2 separate regions of the Mus musculus genome follow, and region 1 is linked to region 2. Evidence: chromatin contacts called from public ChIA-PET data. All regions are on one chromosome and are shown on one strand. The core of a region is the stretch at or near the end of the contact, and the rest is flanking DNA. Distances in the headings are between cores, read along the strand shown. Region 1 overlaps Sumf1 (sulfatase modifying factor 1). Region 2 holds the start of Setmar (SET domain without mariner transposase fusion).

The links. ChIA-PET counts read pairs in DNA pulled down with a chosen protein or histone mark.
Region 1: an RNA polymerase II ChIA-PET map of effector CD8 T cells shows a contact between it and region 2, with 20 read pairs. The contact joins the enhancer-like site here to the promoter of Setmar in region 2. A contact is called at or near these places in 2 of 484 Hi-C or Micro-C datasets (CD4 T cells and nephron progenitors), 4 of 115 datasets of contacts at active chromatin or transcription factors (effector CD8 T cells, embryonic stem cells and memory CD8 T cells) and 3 of 9 other capture datasets (adipose tissue, embryonic stem cells and liver).

Annotation. Positions count from the first base shown.
Region 1 is chr6:108,163,533-108,166,401 of GRCm38.p6, reverse strand. All of the region lies in intron 3 of Sumf1 (sulfatase modifying factor 1), which reads left to right. Among named protein-coding and RNA genes, the nearest start is that of Sumf1, 21 kb to the left of the region's middle. Within about 2 kb of position 1,316, at least 43 of the 459 cell types and tissues checked have an H3K27ac peak or open chromatin away from gene starts, as enhancers often do. A contact at or near this core is called in effector CD8 T cells, liver and memory CD8 T cells, where this site is marked.
Region 2 is chr6:108,063,187-108,066,314 of GRCm38.p6, reverse strand. Setmar (SET domain without mariner transposase fusion) reads right to left here and starts at 1,270. Exons shown (of 2, transcript NM_178391.4): 1 at 1,076-1,270. The coding sequence starts at 1,234.

The DNA of each region.
Region 1 (2,869 bases), core at 67-2,566, 100 kb before region 2:
CTCCCTCACAACCCAGCTATACTCCTCATAGGTAAATACCCAAAAGATGCTCCACAGTACCCTGAGGACACTGACTCCACTATGTTCATAGCAGCTCTATTTATAACAGCCAGAAACTGAAACAACCCAGATGTCCCTCACCCGAAGGGATTGAGAAGAAAATGTGGTTGATTTACACAATAGAATACTACTCAGCTGTTAAAACAAAGACATCATGAAGTTTGTGGACAAATGGATGGAACTAGAAACTATCATCCTGCGTGAGGTAATCTAGATCCAAAAGGACATGTGTGGTGTGTACTCACTAATACGTGGATATTAACCATAAAGTACAGAATACCTAGGATATAATCCACAGATTCAAAGAAGCTAAATAACAAGGAAGGCCCAAGGGAACATGCTTGAATTTCACTCAGAATGGGAAATAAATTGTCATTGGATGGAGGGAGGAAGGGAACTGGATGGGAGAGGAAGAGGAGGGGAACTGGTGGGGGTGAGATATAGGGAGAGCAGGGGTGGAATGCAGGGCTGGGGACTTTAGATAAAAATCGGCTTGGGGAAGCACCATCTCTAGGAAGTACTAGACACTTGGGATGGGGGTAGTTCCAGGGAGTCTGTGAGGGTGACTCTAGCTGAGGCTCCTTGTAGTGGGGGACATGGAGCCTTAAGTGGCCACCTTCTGTAGCTAGGCAGGGCTTCCAGTGAAGGGATAAGGACATCAACTCACAAAACACTCCACCCAAAATTTTTCGTTGCTTTTACTGTGTGTGTGTGTGTGTGTGTGTTTTGTGCCTTTACTGCCCTCTTGGAGCCTTTAATTTGTAAACTTTTGTGGGTGGAGGTCAAACCTAGAGTCTTATACATGATAAGCAAACACTATATCACAGAGGTCTACGTTCTATGTGTATTACTTGTTCCTTGAATTACCCCTGTCTTTCTTTTCCCTTAAGTTAAAAATTGTATTCATTTTGTCTCTTGAGTTTCTGAAATAAAAGTAATATTGATAAAATGATTTTTTCCTTTAATTTCCACTTCTTTATTGACTTTGGCACATATGTGTATTTTTTGAGAACACTTTTGCCTATAATTTTATGACTACTTCATTTTGCAACAGCATGTTGTGGGTGTGTACACGTGTGCATGTGTGTATGTGTGTGGCACACTATTATTCTCCATTATTATCCCATGTTTAGATGTGGTTGTACCAGAAGGTTAGTTTCAATATGGTAATGTGGAGAAGTGGTAGAGTTTAAGTAGACTATTGAGACGCACTTTCACTTTCAATATGAGGAGGTAATTAGGTCACTGGGGAGACAGCCTACCGACGGGATTGATGACCTTATAAGCCTTGTTATAAAAGGGCAAGCCTGGGCTGGAGAGACGGCCCACTCAGTAAGCTGCTTGTCTGAGAACATGAAGATGTGAATTTGATCCCCAGATCCCATGTGAAAAAGCTGGCTTCAGTAGTTCATGACTATAACTTTAGAACTTGGGAGACAGGCAGCAGGATTCTTGGTGCTTGGCCTGCCTGTCTAACTTGGTGAGCTCCAGGCCACTTAGAAATTCTATCTGAAGAAAGACATTAAGCGAATGGGGAAGACACCTGACCTCTGGCCTCTAGAACTACATCCATGAATGGAATCATTAGCTATGGACTCATCCTCTTTTTTTTCCCCTCATTTGTGATGATAGGGAATGAGCTTTTTATATGGTAGACACTGAACTGCACTCCCAACCCAAACTAGTTTTCTTTAAACATTACCCAGCAGCTCATATTTTGTTGTAACACCGGGAAAACAACGGGCGCCATCTCTGTTGCTCACTATGAACGTTTGGTGAGTTTTAGAAGGAGGTGTGTCTAGAGCAGCTTTGTAGCTCTGCTCAGATCCTTCCTGCCCTGTCTCCCTCCTGTTACTCTGCTTTGGTGAGGTGGTTTCTGGTTGGTTTGAGATTCTGTGCTGGAAGGGAACCATGGTGGGTCAGTGTCAAGAGTTTGTGGGACAAGAGTCCTGGAAAGTCGGCGTGTGAAAGAGTAATTCATTGGACCCTTGCTGGTGAGGGAACTGATCTTAGGAGCAGCTCAGGTAGAGGGGCTGCTGTGACCACCTGCTGTGACTACCCACCATCATTTCTGTGGTCAGGTATTAGCGAGCTTCCTCTGGGAGGTCCGTGGACACCATCCTTCTCGCTTGTTCCAGGGCTCCTTGTGTGGTAGGAGTTCTCTGGCTTCTTGTATCTTCTGTGCTGCTTGTCTTTGTTGTCATGCGGGCTCCTGTAGGCATTTCATAAATGTTTACCTTACTAGGGTTCATCCCAGAAGGTGGGGCGAATGCACCAGAGGGTTATTTGTTTGTTTTTGTTTTGAGATAGGCTCTCTCTGTGTAGCTCTGCCTGTCTGGAACTCACTCTGTAGGCCAGGCTGGCTTCAAACTCAGAGACGCACCTGGCTCGGCCTTCCAAATGCTGGGATTAAAAGTGTACACCCTCCTGCCCCACTTTGCATTGTGTTATTTACTCCTGTGTCTCTAGTACAGTGACGGTCACTCAGTAGGTGGTTATTATGTATCTGGCAGAATGAAAGCTTATCATTCAGGTGTTGGATTAGAACATTTAGTTCTTGGAAGGGCAGAGCTCAGACCTGGTATGACCTGTTTATCTCTCAGGCTGCAAAGACAGCTCTTCTTTGGTTTGAGATGCTGGTTTGGTGATCCGGGTTGAGGCGGGTTCAGAGCTCCAGAGTTATTTGGAAAGGGAAGTCTAGGGCTAGATGACTGGATAAGATAAAGTACTTCTGTCATTTGTGCTGGATTGAAAAGAGTAGTTGTTTGCTTGACTCAGGAGTCAGTGTGTGGCATGAGCTCAGGAAGAC
Region 2 (3,128 bases), core at 21-2,520:
AGGATCTGTGAGGATTTGGGGGAGGGAAAAAGGATGACAAACATATTGTATGGGATTCTCAAAGAGTAAATAATAGTAAGACGTCAAGAAGACTGCAGTTCCAGTAAACAACCTTGATGAAACTCATTGGCTCTCTGTCTCCTACACACACACACACACACACACACACACACACACACTCACCACAGCGAGATGAAAGATAAAAGGGGCACTAGCCAGGAAGGTGAAGGATTACTGGGAGAGGGTGAGGGACCAGAGAGGGTGGTGGTGCATATCATCAAAACACCTTCTGTGCATATGTGGAAAAATGTCATCACAAAACTCATTATTATGTATAATCAACATTTGCTAATGAACATTTTAAAAATGCCATAGTTAAACTAGATACCCCGTGTGCTAATAAAAAAAAAATAAAAATATCGGGGGTGGGGTGGGGTGTGTGTGTGTGTGTGGGGGGGAAGAAGCCTGTTGTTACAGCCAATTTGACAATTACTACCACGTGGGGGAGCTATGTGTCTCTCTTTCTTGGCTTCTAGGAAAGAGCTCTAGCGCCCCCGGGGGCAGTGAGTAGCCCTGGAATTCTGCTCTGCAGCGAAGTGTGAAACAATCCCCTTCCTACTCACCCCCCCCCCCCCCAGCTTCCTACTCCCCCCAGCTCTTTAGACCTGGCTCTACATGGGCATTGGCCTCAACTACTCAAGATATAAGCAGCTCTCTGGTTCCTTCCATGGAGGCTGTCCGCAGGCCTCTATCTCCGCCCCAACATGGAAGGGTGCAGGCTCCCCTTGGTGAGAATTAAGAGGAGTCTTGTAGTCAGCCCCTGTGGGGCTACAGGACATCCCTCCAACCCAGTCTAGAACAGCGCTGGCCCCGCCTGGGGAGAGAAGGGAAATAGACAGGCCCTTTAGCACCGCCCCTAAGATCGGTGAGCTGCTTTCTAGCTCCGCCCCCATATAAAGGGCACTGGCCCCGCCCCCGGGGGAAAGGGACAGCCCTCTAGCGCCGCCCTCTGGCTCCGCCCCCAAAGAAAAGGGCACCACCCCCAGCCCTTTCAGCCACTTAGCCCTGCCTCTACCTGGAAAGGTTTAGGCCTGGGCTCCGCCCCCAAAGGCCACAAGCTCACAGGCAAGTTCTCCAGGCCGCACGCTACATCTTGTTGTTCTGTCGGGGCTACAGATTCCTCCTCAGATGCTGCTATCTCGAGAGAAAGCTTCTCCACACCTTCCGCAGACATTTATGGTCTCGCTTCGACTACTCGCCTGACCATTTTGGGCCTCCGGGAGGATGCTGGGAGTTGTGGATTCTGCGGCCCTACTTCCTCATGGGAGTTGTAGTTTTCCGTCCCAACAGGCTGCAGGTGAGGGAGATACCTCCCTCAGCGTCGTTGGGGTGCTTTTCCTCTGGATCCCACTGTTTTAAACTAGATACATAGCTGATAATTTCAGAACCACAAAAGGTACAAAATTTGGAGAACTTGAAATGTTTTCGTTTTTTTCTGGGGAACCTTGTGAAGCCTGGTTGTTTGTTCAGCCTTTGAGGGTTTAGTAGGTGTTTGGAAATGTATCGTCTAAGCTGAGGGAGAAAATACAGTCCAGAGAATATAAAGATCTAGAACCCGCGGAGAAGTTGGGTGACTGGCACAGAATTTGTTTTTGATAAGGTCCTCTCCTTGTAAGCTCACCTTGTCCCATTATACAAAACAACAAAAACCTGTTTTGAGTAGAGTCACTCACTGATCACGCCAGAGTTTCTGTATCTGGTGGAAAATGTTAACATTGCCAAATCTCCCCATTTTGCTTGTCTTGCTTCTTTTTCTTATTCTCCCTCTATCCCCTCCTCCTCCTTCTTCTCCTCCTCCCCCTCCTTCTCCTCTTCCTCCTCCTCCTCTTCTTCTAATTTTCTATCTTCACTGCTTTCTGTGATAATAGGGTCCCACAGGGCATCCACTCTTGTTGACCAAAAGTTTGGAGGCTAAAGGGGGACACTGAAATAGATTGTCCTTATAAGAGATTCATTAGAAGATACATTGATGACACAGGCAAACAGACAGACAGGCAGACAAAGGGCCTTCACGGCAGAGCAGGCATTTCTTCTTAGAGGTTTCAGAGGAAGAAGGGAGTAGTTGATGAGTAGCTTGCAGGTAGGCTGTTCCTGAGTTATCTATGAAAGTCACCAAATTACTCTAGCTTCTGGAATTGTTACAGATCCATACAAACGGGGCAGCTTTACAAAATGCAGGATCTTAGGTTTTTCATCTTTGTGTTTTAGAGAAAAAAATTACAAATGTATGTGTGCATAAATAAATATATTCTATATACTTAGGTGTGTGTGTGTGTGTGTGTGTGTGTGTGTGTGTGTGTGTGTGTGTATTTAGCTAGATTTGTTTCAAGACAGGTTATTAGTATGAAACCCAGTGTGGTTTTGAACTCTCCATCCTCTTGATTATTAGGACTACTTGCATGAACCACTGCATCTAAATGTCTTAATTGGCTTTATTTTCAATTCTAGAAAAAGGACAACATTTCACCCTGTAAGGTAGAATAAGCATTCTGATTTTCTGAGCGTAGCATTGGTTGTATAGGAAGAGAAGAGATGGAAAAGCAGAAGCAATAAACAAAAGAAGAATGGTCCTTTCATAGTTACTCTATCCCTGTAAGGCATGGGCAGGAATACAGAACAGTAGGAAAATAAATCATTGCTTAGCACCAGAGTAATGTTTGTGTGCTAAGATTAAGGCAGAGGAATTTTATTATCCTGGGATATTTGTCTGTTATCTCTTTAGTTCTTTATTTCTGCAAAAGGTTACATAGACAGGTTAGTTTCAGCTTGGTGACAAGTGACTCTATCTTGATTTATCGTCTGTCATGGGGTTTTGTTGCAGCAATAGAAACATTAACTAGACAACCAGGATCCAGAAGTTATCATTATTTTGAGATAGGATCTTGATATTTTGCCAAGGCCTGTACTCGATGTGTAGGTTTAACGGATCCTCCTCCTTCAGCCTTTGGCATAGCCAGGTCAGGTGCATGACCTTCCCCTGCCAATATGGTTTCAGACATAAAGGACTAGGATGGCAGTCTCCAGCCCTTAGCTTCTTCTCTACTTCAGTTATGAATATAGGATGCTTT